Regions from separate parts of the Callithrix jacchus genome. Here region 2 is linked to region 1. A link is a contact called in public Hi-C data. All regions are on one chromosome and are shown on one strand. Each heading gives the region's core, a stretch centred on a gene start, on an enhancer-like site or on the middle of the called end of the contact. The rest is flanking DNA. Distances are from core to core; before and after follow the strand shown. Region 1 holds the start of HACD1 (3-hydroxyacyl-CoA dehydratase 1). Region 2 has its middle 5.7 kb from the start of TMEM236.

Region 1 (2,898 bases), core at 127-2,626:
TGGTGTTACCCGGAAGTACAACCTCAATATGTGCCCCAGTGTTTCCATCAGTACACAAAGGATATAGGTTTCATTAAGTTGGACTAAGTGAACTTCCTTGAATGGATTATCCAGGCCTTGAACTCCTGACCTCAAGGCCTCCTTAGCCTCCCAAAGTGCTGGGATTATAGGCATGAGGCACCACACCCAGCCTGTTGCTGAATTTTGTGGTGAATTAATTGCTTTCTTTAATTACTAGGTTTTGAATGGATTATCCAGGTCATCTACCCCATGAAAGAAATCATGAAAAAATTTTAAATCTCTTTAAAAAATTAGAAAACAGTGTGGTTTCTTAAAAAGTTAGACATACACTTACGATGTTACTAAGTCATTCTGCATTTCAGTATTTACTGCTCTGTCCCCAGGCTATAGTGGAATTTTGGCTCACTTAAAAAAAAAATCATTTCCACTAAGAAAACTGAGGCATGGAGAGGTTAGTTGCCCAAGTCCATACAGCTAATAAGACGGGAGGAGTCAGGAATTTGGGGTTTGGATTTCAGTAATTGACTCCAGTGCCTGTCTTCTTAACTGCATGCTTTAAGGGGACAGAGTAAAGTGTTAAGAGGGGAAAGCATGAGCATTGACAGGAGAGAAAGTAGAAAACAGTGGAATTCTATCTTCTTTGCCTGGAAAGAGTTCTGTTGGCCCAGTGGCTAGGTTGCCTGTATCTGTACAAACGTTTCTTGTTTGCTACCCTTTGCTTGTCATGTCCTTTTTTTCTCCAGCTCCCCTAAGACAACCAACCTTCTGCGCTGAATTGACAACATTACCCTTTCAATCGGTGGACTTGGTAGATACACACACACACACACACACACACACACACACACACACACACAAGTAGGGCCAGGTGTGGTGGCTCACGCCTGTAATCCCAGTACTTTAGGCAGCCAAGGCAGGTGGTCACTACTTAAGGCCAGAAGTTCGAGACCAGCCTGGCAAACATGGTGAAACTGTCTCCACTAAAAATACAAAAATTAGCCGGGCGTGGTTGTGCATGACTGTAGTTCCAACTACTTGGGAGGCTGAGGCAGGAGAATCTCTTGAACTCGAAAGGCAGAGGTTGCAGTGAACCGAGATCGCGCCACTGCACTCCAAACTCTGTCTTAACTTAAAAAGAGAAAGAAATCACACAAGTGCGATGGTCTTCTCACTGTAATCCCCTTCTACCTGTTGGACTGGCTGGTAAAAGGGAAACAGGGCGAAATGGGCGTTTCTTCCCAGAAGCTCTTAAGAATGAATGTTTGGCCCAGCGCTGTGGCTCTCGCTTGTATTCCCCGCACTTTGGGAGGCGGAGGTGGGAGGATCGCTTTAGCACAGGAAATTGCAGTGAGTTGTGATCGCTTCACTGCCCTCCAGCCTAGGAGACAGAGACCCTGTCTCTAAAAAGGAAAGGAAAAAAAAAGGAAGGAAAAATAAAAAAGAAAGAAAAGAGACAAGAAAAGAATGAATGTTTGGCGAGAAGATCCCGCTCCCTGCCTACACATCGACAAACCGCCTTACAAAAGGCCAAGCGAGGCAGAGCCACGCCAAGTTCAGGTGCGTTCCCTGCGTCCCCACTAGATGCACTCGAAGGGAACACATCGCCAGGGCGCAAGGCGTCTGGGCGCCTCTCTAGGCAGAGGCCCTCCCACTCAGCTAGCGAGGAAGGAGGGTTCACTTTTCACGGGAGCCGGAACGATAGCGCCGCCTGGAAAGCTGGGCTCGCGGGTCCCGGATCCCCAGTGCCGGGGCCGTGGGTTCTAGCCCCCGAGTGGCGCGTTCTCAAGGGGCGGGGCTGACGGCGGCCTGGGCGGGGTCAAGGGCAGGGGCGGGGCAGGCAGGCAGTGGCCGGGGGCGTCCACTCCTCCCCCTCGCGGTCGGCCGGGCTGTCGGTGCCGAGCCCCCAGCGCGCGGCACATGGGGCGCCTGACTGAGGCGGCGGAAGCGGGCAGCGGCGCTCAGGCTGCGCGCTGGGCAGGGCCCCCTCCCACGCTCCTGCCGCTCTCTCCCACGTCCCCCGGGTGCGCGGCCACCATGGCGTCCAGCGACGAGGACGGCACCAACGGCGGCACCTCGGAGGCCGGCGAGGACCGGGAGGCCCCCGGAAAGCGGAGGCGCCTGGGCTGGTTGGCCACCACCTGGCTCACCTTCTACAACATCGCCATGACTGCGGGGTACGCGCGCCGCGGGGCGCCCTCGGGCCCTCCCCGCGCCGCGGTCCGCGGAGGTTCCAGGCTCGGGGGGAGCTGGCCGGGGTGGCGGGGGCGCGGGCGGCGGCCGTGGGGGAGGGGAGTTGTCGCCACGGCCACCGCCGGGGTTGAATGGAGCGGGCGGGGGGGGGGCCGGGCCCTGCGCGCCGGGCATTGCCTAATACGGTGCACTGCGGGGCGCGGGCCGGAGGTTAAGTATAGACCCTGGCAGGAATGCGGGGCCGGACCGCGAGGGAGGCGCCTGCGGCCGGGGCGCCGCTGCATCTGCTGCCGTTGAAGGAACGCCGGGCCTGGCCACGCCGTGGTCTGGAGAGCGCGGAGCCTCCTGCTGCGATCGCTGGGCAGAGTTTTCTCTCTTGCTAATTTCACGGCGACTTATTACTATTTTTTTTAAAGCATAGCACGTCCTAGAGCTTGTCACTTGGGACGATTTTGAAATAACCACCCCCCTTATCCGAGCCTGGAGCTCTTGCCCAGCATCTTTATGGCCTCAGATTCCGTGGCTGATACCCTGGACTTTGATTTCTGGCTTTGAAGTGTGACTTTGCAAGTTAAGGTTACACAATGACTGTCACTCTTCGCAGAGCTGTCAAAGTGACTTCTCTGTCAGCTGCTTCTCAAAACCTGTTGGGAAACTGCTTTACCATTTCTAAATTGCACTGCCTTT
Region 2 (2,898 bases), core at 297-2,796, 110 kb before region 1:
GTGCTACAAATGATATAATGTCCTTATATCATTCATTCGTGGTCCCATAAGAAACCATGAGCTCCTGGGAGGCAGAGAGTATCTGCCTTTCATCTGTGTATCCTCGTTTCTCAGTGCAGTGCTTAGCACACAACAGTCCCCTAATACATATTCCTGGAAGGAAGAAATGCGTAAATGAAGTATAAGAGATGTAGAGACAGCCAGGCACAGTGGCTCATGCCTGTAATCCCACAATTTTGCGAGGTTGAGGTGGGTGGATCGCTTGAGCCCAGGAATTCAAGACCAACCTGGGCAACATGGCGAAACCCCGTCTCTGTGAAAAATACAAAAATTATCTGAGCATGGTGGTGCACACCTGTAGTCCCAGCTGCTTGGGAGGCTGAAAAGGGAGGCTCGCTTGAGCCCAGGGGGTTGAGACATGATTGCGCCACTGCACTCCAAACCTGGGCAACAGGGTAAGACCCTGTCCTTTTCCCCACTCAAAAAGGGAGCGAAGCGGTGAGTTAGGAATAAAAATAAGAAAAACATTTTTTTAAGAAACAAGAATTAGGCAGAGAAGAAAAAAAGAGAGAAGTATGCAGAAAAGAGAATGTGCAGGGATTTGATCATGGTTAACTCTTTTTATTCCAAGGGAATGCTGCCTCCCATGCTGACATTTCCAAAGGAGGAATCACGTTCTATCACTCTCAGTTCAATCTGTTCCCTCAGTCTACAGGCTTCCGTTGCCTCGCTCGGTCCTCCTTACCCTCGCAAGGCATGGGCTCCAAATAAAGCTACCAGATCTCTTTTCTTCATAGAATGGCTCCTTGGGTTCTCAAGGTAAAAAAGACAAAGTCCCTGTGGACTGCAGAACTGACTCATCTCAGTATGCCTGTTGAAAAAGACTAGGACCCTTTCCAAGCATTCACCAAGGCTTCGTAGATGTGAAGGCTGCAACATTTCCCCAGCCTCCTCCAATCTGTGGGTCCACAAAAAGTACACATGTCCTAACGGGTTTGCAGCATGAATGAAGGAGACTGGCGAGGACCGTCTGGTGTTTGCCTGGTCCAAGGCATAGCCTTCAATCATGTCAGAGTCTTCAGCCCTTGTTTCTGAGACAGAGTCTCACTCTGTTCCCCAAGCTAGAGTGCAGTGCTGTAATCTGGGCTCACTCCAATCTCTGCCACCTGGCTTCCAGCAATTCTCCTACCTCAGCCTCCCGAGTAGCTGGGCTTACAGGCACCTGCCACCGCACCTGGCTAATTTTCGTAGTTTTCAGTGGAGACAGGGTTTCACCATCTTGGCCAGCCTGGTCTTGAACTCCTGACCTCATGATCCACCCACCTCAGCCTTCCAAAGGGCTGGATTACAGGCGTGAGCCACCGCACCTGACTGTCTTCAGCCCTTTTAAGGTGTCATTTGACTGAATGTTACAGAAAGGTTTAGGAGGCAGTGAAGGTTCCTTCATGAGGGACAGAGCAACTAGCAGCTTGGCAAAGAATAAGAACGTTATTATGCCAACACCAAGCTACCGGGAGGAAATAATCCCAGGCCTCTGACTTGGAGACAAAGACAACGGGAGATGAAAGAAGGTTTAAGATCACCTACCAGCTGGGGCCCGTTTACTCCAATCCTCCAATCCTGATTCCTGCCCTTCTAAGTCCTCTGTTGAATCTGCCATGCAATTGCACTGCGGTAACTGGAAAGACATGGAAGGGGACATTTTCAATCCACCCAAATTCTTTACTTGGATTAACCCAGTACTGATTCGAGGAACTCTGCGCCTTAGTTTGCTGCTCTTTAATGCTGGGTTTAACAACTTCCTGCTAGGAAACAGATTTGGGTTTCTGAAGCTGGATCCGTGGTGAAAAGACTGAGTCCTGTGGTTAGAGTTCACTTCCGTGTAGGAGTGTTGATGCAGTGTTTTTTATTTTAGTAAGCAGAAGATATCATTCTGTTCAGGGGAACACCTGTTCTCCACACTTCCAACTGTCATTTCCTTCCTGCAGGCAGGAAGTCAAAAATCGAGTCTCTAAAATTGTTAGTAAGATCATTTGTAATCTCAAGGTTTGTTACATTGTTTTCAGCATAGGGTCTGTGAAACACAATGTACAAACTGCCAGGAATGTTCTAGCATATCCGTGGTTTGTTTCCTATGATTTTATGATGTGCAAAAACACAGGAGCTAGTGGCAGTGAAACTGCTCTTGGGATCGAGCTGAATGTGCATTAGCCTAGGGAAGAAGTGAAAGTATGTTCCTGGGCCTGATTTACTGTTTATTTAAAATTTCTGCAGAGTTGCTGATCATCGTACGCAGGCGTGAGCAAATAAATCACTTGGAGTGAATTTAGTGAGATGATGTTACTATTTGACATAAGCCCCCTTGACCAATTTTTATCACAGTCCAGATTATGCTAAATACATACAATAGGAAAAACTGTCATTTCATCTGTCTGGCTGTCAGATCAGCCGCTTTGGAAGAGCAAAGACGACAGCGTATTCATTTTTGTAGCTCTTTTTATAACTGGTGACGCTGTTCTTGAAATTAAAATGTTTAGGAAATCCTCACTTAGAAAAATAATTACACTCCCTCAAAATGTCATTCCATTAAAATTTCCCAGATCTTAAAAGAGAAAGTGAATTAAGATTTCTCACTCCACTGTGTAGTCTTCATACAAATTGTGTGTATAGTAATGTATAAATGAACTAAAAAATTTTTTTAAAACAATATTAACGGAAAAAAGTAAGTCACTTCATTGTTTGCAACAATTCTCAAATTTTATTTCTCAAGGGACTAAAACAAGTTAGCCTTTTGGTATCCCAGAGTAACAAATTTAAGCAGACAAAAATGTAGGTATAGCCCTAACCAATTAGCATAAATTCACCCCAAAGTTCACAAGGATGCTTTAACCTAAATTT

Evidence for each region. Hi-C and Micro-C count contacts between places; a contact is called where the count stands out from the background.
Region 2: a Hi-C map of skeletal muscle shows a contact between it and region 1, with 5 times the contacts expected there. The contact joins the enhancer-like site here to the promoter of HACD1 in region 1. A contact is called at or near these places in 2 of 3 Hi-C or Micro-C datasets (both in skeletal muscle).

The regions. Positions count from the first base shown.
Region 1 is chr7:18,447,904-18,450,801 of calJac240_pri, reverse strand. HACD1 (3-hydroxyacyl-CoA dehydratase 1) reads left to right here and starts at 1,376. Exons shown (of 7, transcript XM_008999996.5): 1 at 1,376-1,578. The coding sequence starts at 1,490.
Region 2 is chr7:18,555,454-18,558,351 of calJac240_pri, reverse strand. No RefSeq gene overlaps it. Among named protein-coding and RNA genes, the nearest start is that of TMEM236, 5.7 kb to the left of the region's middle. Within about 2 kb of position 1,546, at least 5 of the 16 cell types and tissues checked have an H3K27ac peak or open chromatin away from gene starts, as enhancers often do. A contact at or near this core is called in skeletal muscle, where this site is marked.